Linked DNA regions of Zea mays: region 1 is linked to region 2. A link is a contact called in public Hi-C data. All regions are on one chromosome and are shown on one strand. The core of a region is the stretch at or near the end of the contact, and the rest is flanking DNA. Distances in the headings are between cores, read along the strand shown.

Evidence for each region. Hi-C and Micro-C count contacts between places; a contact is called where the count stands out from the background.
Region 1: a contact with region 2 is called in a Hi-C map of bundle sheath, with 2.2 times the contacts expected there. The contact joins the promoter of LOC103639360 here to the promoter of LOC100274815 in region 2. A contact is called at or near these places in 4 of 25 Hi-C or Micro-C datasets (bundle sheath, endosperm, leaf and 1 more).

The regions. Positions count from the first base shown.
Region 1 is chr9:148,955,528-148,959,851 of Zm-B73-REFERENCE-NAM-5.0, reverse strand. LOC103639360 reads left to right here and starts at 1,374. Exons shown (of 2, transcript XM_008662121.2): 1 at 1,374-1,887; 2 at 1,973-2,216. The coding sequence starts at 1,559. The coding sequence ends at 2,126.
Region 2 is chr9:148,769,657-148,774,409 of Zm-B73-REFERENCE-NAM-5.0, reverse strand. LOC100274815 reads left to right here and starts at 1,861. Exons shown (of 4, transcript NM_001349177.1): 1 at 1,861-2,470; 2 at 2,584-3,409; 3 at 3,951-4,055; 4 at 4,315-4,753. The coding sequence starts at 2,409. The coding sequence ends at 4,674.

The sequences.
Region 1 (4,324 bases), core at 125-2,624, 190 kb before region 2:
ATGTAATAGGCCGTCGAACTTACCATAAGAACGTGGGTTTACCCACGAACATAGCCGACGGCGATTTTTGGACGAACTTAAAGAAGTAAGTTCGATGGCCCCCACGTTCTTAAGGTCGGCGGGCAGCTGCAGCGCGGTTGCGCAGGTGGCCAGGCGGCGTGGGGCTGTCGAGCGGGCAGCGTTGGCTGGCGGCGCGGCGCAGCGCGCGGGATGGCGCAGCGAGCGGGGTGGCGCGCGGCGCAGCGAGCGGGGTAGCGGCGCGAGCTGGGTGGCGCGCGAGCGGGATGGTGGCGCGGCGCAGCGCACTAGGTGGCGGCGGCCGGGCGCGGTGTGCTCGTGCTGGCGGCCGGCGGCGGGTGCAAGCACTGGTGGGAAGCAGGAAAGGAGATAGGAAGAGAGACGCGCGGGGTTAGGGATTTAGGTTGGGTTAAGTTCGACGGTGTCCACGCGGCCCACGTATTTAATTTAAGAACGTGGGTACCCACGTTCCTAAAAGGTTAAGTTCGACGGTTTTGGCTAGGGCCCACGAACTTAATGTAAGAACGTGGGTACCCACGTTCTTAAATAAACCCATGAACTTAATTAATATAAGAACGTCGGTACCCACGATCTTAACAAAACTCACGAACATTTATCAGTTTCTTGTAGGGCTGCTACTACCCCACCTGCTGACTGCCATGCCGCCCTAGACCCTGTTCGTTTATGTTGGATTGCACCCGGAATCGTTCCGGCTAAATAAAGTTTATATAAATTAGAGAAGCAATCCGATTAGAAATTATTCTGACTCACCAATCCGGCAGAAACGAACAAGGCCCTAATCATCTCCGGCCCGTGCGCAAGAGCCAAGAGCTAACCGTTTAATGCGTACGTTTCAGAATTCAGAGTCCGTGAGCCAGTGTTTTCATTTCAGCAGAGCACGTTTTCTTAAGACCGTGTTCAACGCATCCCGCCAGCCTCCCTCTCCGCTACCTGTGATGGCTACAGGCATCTCCTTCCGTGTTCAACGCATGACGCTATATGAGCCTCTACCGGCAACAGTGCAAGGAGAGAGGCCGGTACTCCGCCAGATTAAGAGGGCGCTGTGGCAGCCCCCTTTCCTCGCTATGCGTGTGCGTCAGTGTTTGTTAGAGAAGAGAAAAATGATAATAGATGATGAAAAGATATGGAAAATAATATTTTATGGTTGTAGTGATGTATAGGGAAAGAATTTATGGAGACCGCTGTAAAGGATGGAGATATAGACGTGGCACATGAGTAGGATATATGGGGAGAAATTTAAGGGGAACCGCTGAAGATAGTATAAACAAGCTTCGCTGTCCAGGTCAAGACTCAAGATAGAGCGATTGCGAATTTGCGATCCCTCGCACGGTACGGTCGCAGTCGCACCACACGACGGACGTCCCAGCGGAAGTGGAGGGGGAGCGTCCATCCATCCATTCCATTCCATCTCGTCACGCGCAAGCGCAAGCGGCAAGGGGCCCTCCCCTCTCCTCTCCGCCACGGCGCTGACACCCCGGTCTGACACGAGGGAGGCGGCCGGGAGGTTGTTGTCCGCGAGATGATTGTCCCGTTTCAGACGTCGCTGTCGCACGCTCCGCATCGGTCTCTGAACACGACATTTACTCGCCAACAGATGACTGCAAGCAGTGGCGGTCGAGTAGTCACGCCCGTGGAAAGGAGGCTGTCGATGGCACCGCTGCCTCCCTGCACGATCTGCCTGGGGTGTCGGCATGGCACACTCGGGGCTCCAAGGCCGACGGCCGGCCGGGCATCGTCTCGTCGCGGCGTCGTACATACATGCCGCACCGGTTCTTGCTTACACAGCCTGCATGCATGCATGCATGACAGGGGCGGCGGAACTAGAACTGGCCTGTTCATCGGTGCCAGGTGACAATTTTTTTTTTTTTTTTTTTTGCAAAATCAGTGAGCTTTGATGTGCCCTGATGCACGAGCGGTCATTCGCAAACACCAGGTCGCTTCAAGAGTTTCCTGATGAAGAACGAAGGATACACACCACCAGAGTAGCACTGGCACTTTCAGTCATGGAACCCGAGTTAATCTGTCATGGAGACAGACACAGGGACAGGGGAGAGAGGTTTGCTGTCGATGTCCATGTCACCTATTAGCCTATATTACTATTTAGATACTTCAAGTGTACAATACAAGGAAGAGAATATGTTCCTTTTTTTTAATTAAGATGGGAAACCTTTCAGATCGAGAGTGATAAACCGTTGCATTTACTTGCATGAGTGCGACGGACCCAACAGCAAAACTATTATATCCATCTTTCTTACGCCAACCCCCAACCATCAAGTTGGTTACAGACCACCATTTTTTTTGGCGCCAAGGTGAGCCGGGCGTGACTAAACAACTCGCATTAATTGAAGGCATCGAGCAGCCGTAAGCCGTAAACGATGTTGGTTGCATTGGGAAGCAGTGGTGGTGGTGCTGCGTGCAGTTCAAAACACACCTCTAAACACTACTCGCGTTGTGCCTGCTGAAAGAAACGCTGTTTTTTTTAGTACTCCGTATCTCCTTTTATCAGATCGAGATGCTACTACCGATGATGATCGTCAGCGGCCGGCCGGCGCGGGGGGGGGGGGGGGGGGGGGGGCTCGGACCCAGGTCGGAGGTTGCCAAACACGCGTCTCGGAAATTTATGGCACACAGCCGAATGCTATATCATCGCGCGCCGGCGAGCTAAAAGCTCACGAGTACCGGGTCCCCGGCGAGGCCGAGGCCGAGGGGCGAGCTTCCTCGGTCGGTCGCGTGTTCCATGCCAAACAGTTTCGCCAATAGTCTGACCACCCTCGCAAATTTGCAATTTGCAACCAGTACTAACCATCGACTCCGTGGTCTTCCGCATGGAGGATATCAGAGCAAATTCAGGAGTCCTTAATCCAGGTCTCAAAATTAAATGTAAGAGCTATCAAAAAAGTACTCCTGAATTTGCTCTTACATTTACGTGCTTATTATTCCTTTTATGTGCTTCTACTCTTCCACCTACAGGAAAGCGAGTGTTTATTTCCGACCCAGCGATCCTAGTTCAAATAACCCGACAGCGAACCGACGACGACAGCCCGGTAGTTGAGCGTCCGGTCTAGCACATCTCGAAGCAGTGTTGGCGGCGCGGAACTTTACGTGTGTGTGTGTAGTACGCGCCGTCTATAAATCTGGATCATCGTTTCATCATCGTATATGACTCGGCCGTTCAGTATATATATACTACCTAACTTGGTGGATCGAAGCTGTCAATGAAAAATGATTGACGTCTCAGTCCCAAATTTTGGCTGGTGGAGTTCGGGTGCAAAACATTTGGAGGATCTTCGCCCACCTACAGACACCAGTGCTTCTAGTACCACTACTCCCTAGTCCCTACCCGTACAGAGAGTCAGTTATAGTTAGTTAGAGGTGGTAATGGATCATGATCTAAATGTATTTTTATAAAAAATTAAGACACTTAAATAATTTTTAGTTCAAAAATAATTATGTATAGAGTATGATCTTAATTCGATTTGTTGATTAAATTTTATAGTATAGAATCTAAAGCACGTTACCATCCCTAGCTATATGAGAGGTCAAAGGAAAGGAGATGAGGCTGGTGGGCACAGGTAATTCGACACTGTTTGAAAAACTGCAATCCAACCCGTCCTGTGCACAGTCTACAGTGCGCAGGTCGAGAACCGAGCGAGGACTGTGTGCTACGGCCAGTAGCATACGTACCGTACCGTACGTACTGCAAAAGGAGCAGATGCCTACCGCCTGCTGCCCGGCCTAGGTGGTCGTCGTGCTCGTGCAGGAGAGGACGGGGGACACGGATACTGGGTGGTGGTGTCGTCTGTCGTGTGCGTCCACGGGCGGGAACCCAGAAACCCAACCACTCTTCTTGATGGATCAACGGCATACGGCCCCATGTTCGATGCTGCTGCTGCTGCTCTGCATGCATTGCTGCTCGCCGGACCCGGACCTGCATCGTCGCTTCTTTCTCCGCTTGGAGACAATGCAGGCACGCATCTCCATGCACACCGGACGAGTTGCTCGCAGACGTCGCAGTTCAATCGCACATCGGGTTCCGCTGGGCGTGGCACAGGCTCCCTAGTAGCAGACGACGACTAGTACAAGCTAGGTACAGTGGTCGCCGCCGGGCGGGGACCCCCGTCATCTCAGGCCGTCGTCACAAGTCACAACGGGCGTATACGGTGCCCGTGACGTCGCAATTAGAGTGCCGACGACTATCAAGTAGTACTACATATGCGTACTGAATTCGGCAGCCATCTTAAACGCCAACAGTAGTCTCCCGTTTGTACGTACAAACGCCAAACAG
Region 2 (4,753 bases), core at 612-3,111:
TCGATTCGCAGCGGAGGCACCACTGTTGGTGGATGGATGGATTAGGCACCAACCAACTAACCTCGATTAATCAACGCCGATCGCCGACACATCCATCCTTTCTCCCGTGAAAAGAGCATGTGGTGGCCATGGGTAGTAGTAGTCTCTTTATTATCCTTTTGAATTCTTGACCTGTTGTTTATTAGTCTTTTCTATTTGTGCTCACGCACTGGCGGTTTTCCTTCTCTGACCGAGTGAAATCCGGGCGCGTTTCTTTGGCGTAGCTTGGACAGGTGCAAGGCAAGGGGGAGAAAAAAAAAGGAACTTGTCCTGCGGATCCCAGTTCCAGGTAATGGTTGGCTTGGACGGCAAGCAACAGGGAAGGAACGCGCGGTGGCACTGGCCCATCAGCCACTGGAGTCGTCTGAACATACGCAGCAGATAGATGCCTTCCTGCCCGCCTGCCTGCTGCTCGGGACCACCGTCCGGTGGGAGCGGGCCAGCAGCACATCCGATCGTGATGCAGCATTTCAGTACGTGTGCTCGCGCAGGCAAGCTGTGTGTGTGTGGCAGCGTGGCAGGTGTGGACGAGCTCTTCTACTTCTACAATTTTTTTTGTCTATACAAATTAAATCTGCACCAGTTCGAATAACTAGATTTAATCTAAAACGAACTGCGTGGTGGTCGTGGGGTGGTTGACCCCGGTCGGTGCTATTAAGATATGACTGCTGAGCCGGGAAGGGTAACACGGATAAAAGGCAAGATTAGGGATGGAAACGAGACGAGCTCGGCTCAACCATCCGAGCCAACGAGACTGATCATAAACATGAACTCGCTCTCTAAAATATAATATAAAATATCAAAAATAATTTTAGTAACATATTTTAATTAGTAATATAAATATTACTAATATAATATAGAAAATAGGTTAATTTTAGTAATCTTAAAAAACATAAACTAATTGTCTATTTAGACTAACACTACATATAAGCATACTAATTGAAATTTTATGTAATAAATTGTTGTTGGGTCGAGCCACAAGTCAGCTTGTGAGCCGAATCGAACCGAGCTGACTCGCTTTTTTCTCGATCTAGAAAATAAGCTCGACTCGAACTTATTCTAAATAATGAGTCGAGTTCGAGCTTTTTTTCTAGCCTAGACGGGATCACATCGAACCAGGTTTCGAAAGTATGATAGCATCTCGCAATAATAAAAACCGATGGCCAATGGAGAAGGGTGAGGCCGTCCGCATCGTATGCCGCGCCATGCCCCTTCCCCTAGCACTGTATACGCGTAGGGAGCCTCCTACGTGCTACAACGCTAGGGGAGGCCGCGCCGCTCTCCCAGATTAAGGGGAGCATTGTAGCGCCTCCTTGCACAGTGTTTCTCTATTTAATAGTTGAAAAAATAGTAATAAAAGATGAATAGGGTTAGAAAATTATATTTTATAGTTGTAGGGATATAGAGGGATAATATATGAGGAACCGTTGCAGGAGATGAAAAAAGTTAGGGGGTGAAATGTTAATCATGTGACTAAAAAATGATATAGGAGCAAAAATTTAGAGGTCACGACTGCGGATAGTCTGATGCTAAAACTACTAAACTAGATTATATACACTGCACAAGGCTGAGTGCTTAGCGACCGACTACCGAGTACTGTATGGAGACGGCTACACGCACGAAAGAATCCGAAAAGGGGTCTCCGCGCCGCGCGCGGGCGTGGCAACCACGCATGGGCCAGCCAGAGGGCGGCGATCCCCCACCTCCCTCCCAGGACAACACCAGTGAGTCATCACATTCCCACCGGATCCCGGAAGCTTTTTCCACACGGCAGCCGGGCAGCGTCTTCCTTTCTCATGTACTAGCAGCCTCTAGCCCCCTACCAGTACTAGCAGTGGCGCAAAAACTTTTTTATTACAACTTCCCGGCAGGACCCGTTTCGTTCGGTCCAAGTCTCCAACCCCTAGCAGCCCACCCACATACAATTCCGTTTGCCCGGGTCCTCTCCTCGCCCGCGACCGCCGTTTGACTCCCGGACCCGACCCACTCCCACCAATCGGAGGCAAAGATCGCGTGAAATCCCGGGTCTCGCGCGCCCATTTCAGCCGGACGCTGACCAAGACAACCCCGGCGATCCCCACACCCGCACACACAAAGACGCAGACCACACAACGGCTCGGCAAGCGGCAGCAAGCCCAGACCAGAGCGAAAACCCACCGTTCCAGCACCCGATTTTGAACCACCGCGACACTCCCAAGTCCCAACCAAATCTACGACCCCTCCGACCGAAACGAGATCTCCGCCTCCCCTCACGGAAAGGAAAGAAACGCTCTCCCCCCGGGGCAAAGGGAACCGTCGCCGCGTCGCGGAAAACTGAAGCGGGGCACAGGAGGAGGAGAGGCCGAGGCAGGGAGAGGGTTCCGGCGGCGATGGAGCGGTACAACCCCTCCGAGGTGTACGAGCTCTTCGTGCGCCACATGAACAACCCGAGGTAAGGGAGGCCGGGAGGCCAATTCCACCTATTCTTTTTCCCCCCTGCGGTTCTCTTTCTTCGATGCATCCTTCGATGGAGCGGTCACTGATCGGTCTGCGATGCCGCCGCAGGGTGGTGGTGGACAACGGCGCGTGCGCGACGGCGACGCTGGTGCAGGTGCACAGCGCGAGGAAGCACGGCGTGCTGCTCGACGCGGTGGCGGCCCTGTCCGACCACGGCGTCTGCGTCCGCAAAGGCTACATCTCCTCCGACGACGGCCGCTGGTTCATGGACGTCTTCCACGTCGTCGACGCCGCGGGCGGCAAGGTGGCCGACGCCGGCGCCCTGCTGGCGCGCCTCGAGTCCTCGCTCTCCGCCGACGCATTGCCGCCCCGCCCGCCGCCCGCCGCCGCGGGGGCCGGGACGCCCACCCTGCTCGAGCTCGTCGGCGCCGACCGCCCGGGCCTCCTCTCCGAGGTCTTCGCCGTGCTGCACGACCTCCGCTGCGGCACCGTCGACGCCAGGGCCTGGACGCACGCCGGCCGCGTCGCCGCGCTCGTGTTCGTGCGCGACGAGGAGACCGGCTCGCCGATCGACGACGCGGCGCGGGTCAGGCGCGTGGAGTCCAGGCTCCGGCACGTCCTCCGCGGCGGCGCGCTCGGCGCGAGGATGGTCCGGGCAGACGCCTCCGCCGTCAACATGGACCGGAGGCTCCACCAGCTTCTCAACGAGGACGGGGAGGCCGGGAGCCGCGCCGACCGGGCGGAGTCGGAGGCGGAGGCGCCCACGCCCACAGCGGTCGCCGTGCAGGATTGGGTGGAGAGGGGGTACTCGGTGGTGACAGTGAGCTGCCGCGACCGGCCCAAGCTGCTCTTCGACGTCGTCTGCACCTTGACAGACTTGGATTACGTGGTGTACCACGGCACGTTCCACACAGACGACGATCACGCCCGCCAGGTGAAGCTTCTAGGCGTTTCTTTCTCGGCTGATCCCCAAAGATTTCTTTCCTGCTATTACTGAATCTAGGGCCGCCATTACTGAATTTTTGTCGCGCTGAGTTCTTGAGCTGGAGGAATTCCTGCCAGGAATCTCGACGTTTCCATAGTAACTCACTGCATTAGGAGCGGGTAGGACATTTCTGTAAACTTTTCTCTCACTTTTACTCCACTTTTACCTTTTGGTTGCTTTGATTGTGACTGTTGTGTGTGTATGCTTGAGTTTTGTTCATGAAAATTCCCTTTTACTGAATTTTCTGAGTTTTGGCATTTTAAAACGGAAGGTTTAACTTTAGTTTCATTTGCATTTGCATCGCTAGATTATTCTGCTTCAAAATTGTACCGCGTCATAATCACGACTGCATAATTAATAGTACTAAGCACTATATTCTGCAAAACTGATCAAAATTGCTGCTACGGTGCTGCAAATTGAATTCAGACACTACCTATGCACTCCTGTTGAAGCTAAGTTGACATCCTGTTGCTTCTTGGCTTGGCTGCAGGAGTTCTACATCAGGCGGTTGGACGAGCGGCCAATTAGCTCGGCGACCGAGAGGCGGCGCGTGATCCAATGCTTGGAAGCGGCCATCGAGAGGCGCGCATCCGAGGTGCGTGATCGCTGAGTATCTCCCTTCCTTTCCCTACATGCCACGCTACGCCACGCCACCGCAGCAAAAACACACAACGCCGGATGCTCGCTCCACCTTCCTCCCTCCCTCCCAGTCCCAGCCCAGGCGCAACGTCTCTTTCACGCCCTGCCCAACTTTCCACTTCACCGCCATGTGTTCGGACGAAATCCCAGCCGCACCACCTCTCTATCTAGGAGTATTCTCTAACGCCAGAGCGATCCTCTGTGGCTGTGCGCAGGGAGTGAGGCTGGAGCTGCGCATCACCGACCGCCGCGGGCTGCTCGCCTACGTCACGCGTGTGTTCAGGGAGAACAGCCTCTCGGTCACGCACGCCGAGATCACCACCAGGGGCGACATGGCCATGAACGTGTTCCACGTCACCGACGTGGCCGGCCGACCCGCGGACCCCAAGACCATCGACGAGGTGATCCAGAGGATCGGCACGGAGAGCCTCCGGGTGGACGAGGAGCGGTGGCCGCGCCTGTGCTCGACGGAGGGCGACGCTGGCCGCGGCGGCGGCGGTGCGGGGATCTTCTCGCTCGGGAGCCTTGTCAAGAAGAACCTGGTCAGTCTTGGCCTCATAAGATCCTGCTCGTGAGGACGCGATCAATGGGGGGCATGTGCTCCATGGGATCCTTGTGTAAATATGGGATGGTGCATGGGTTAGTTTGTAAATG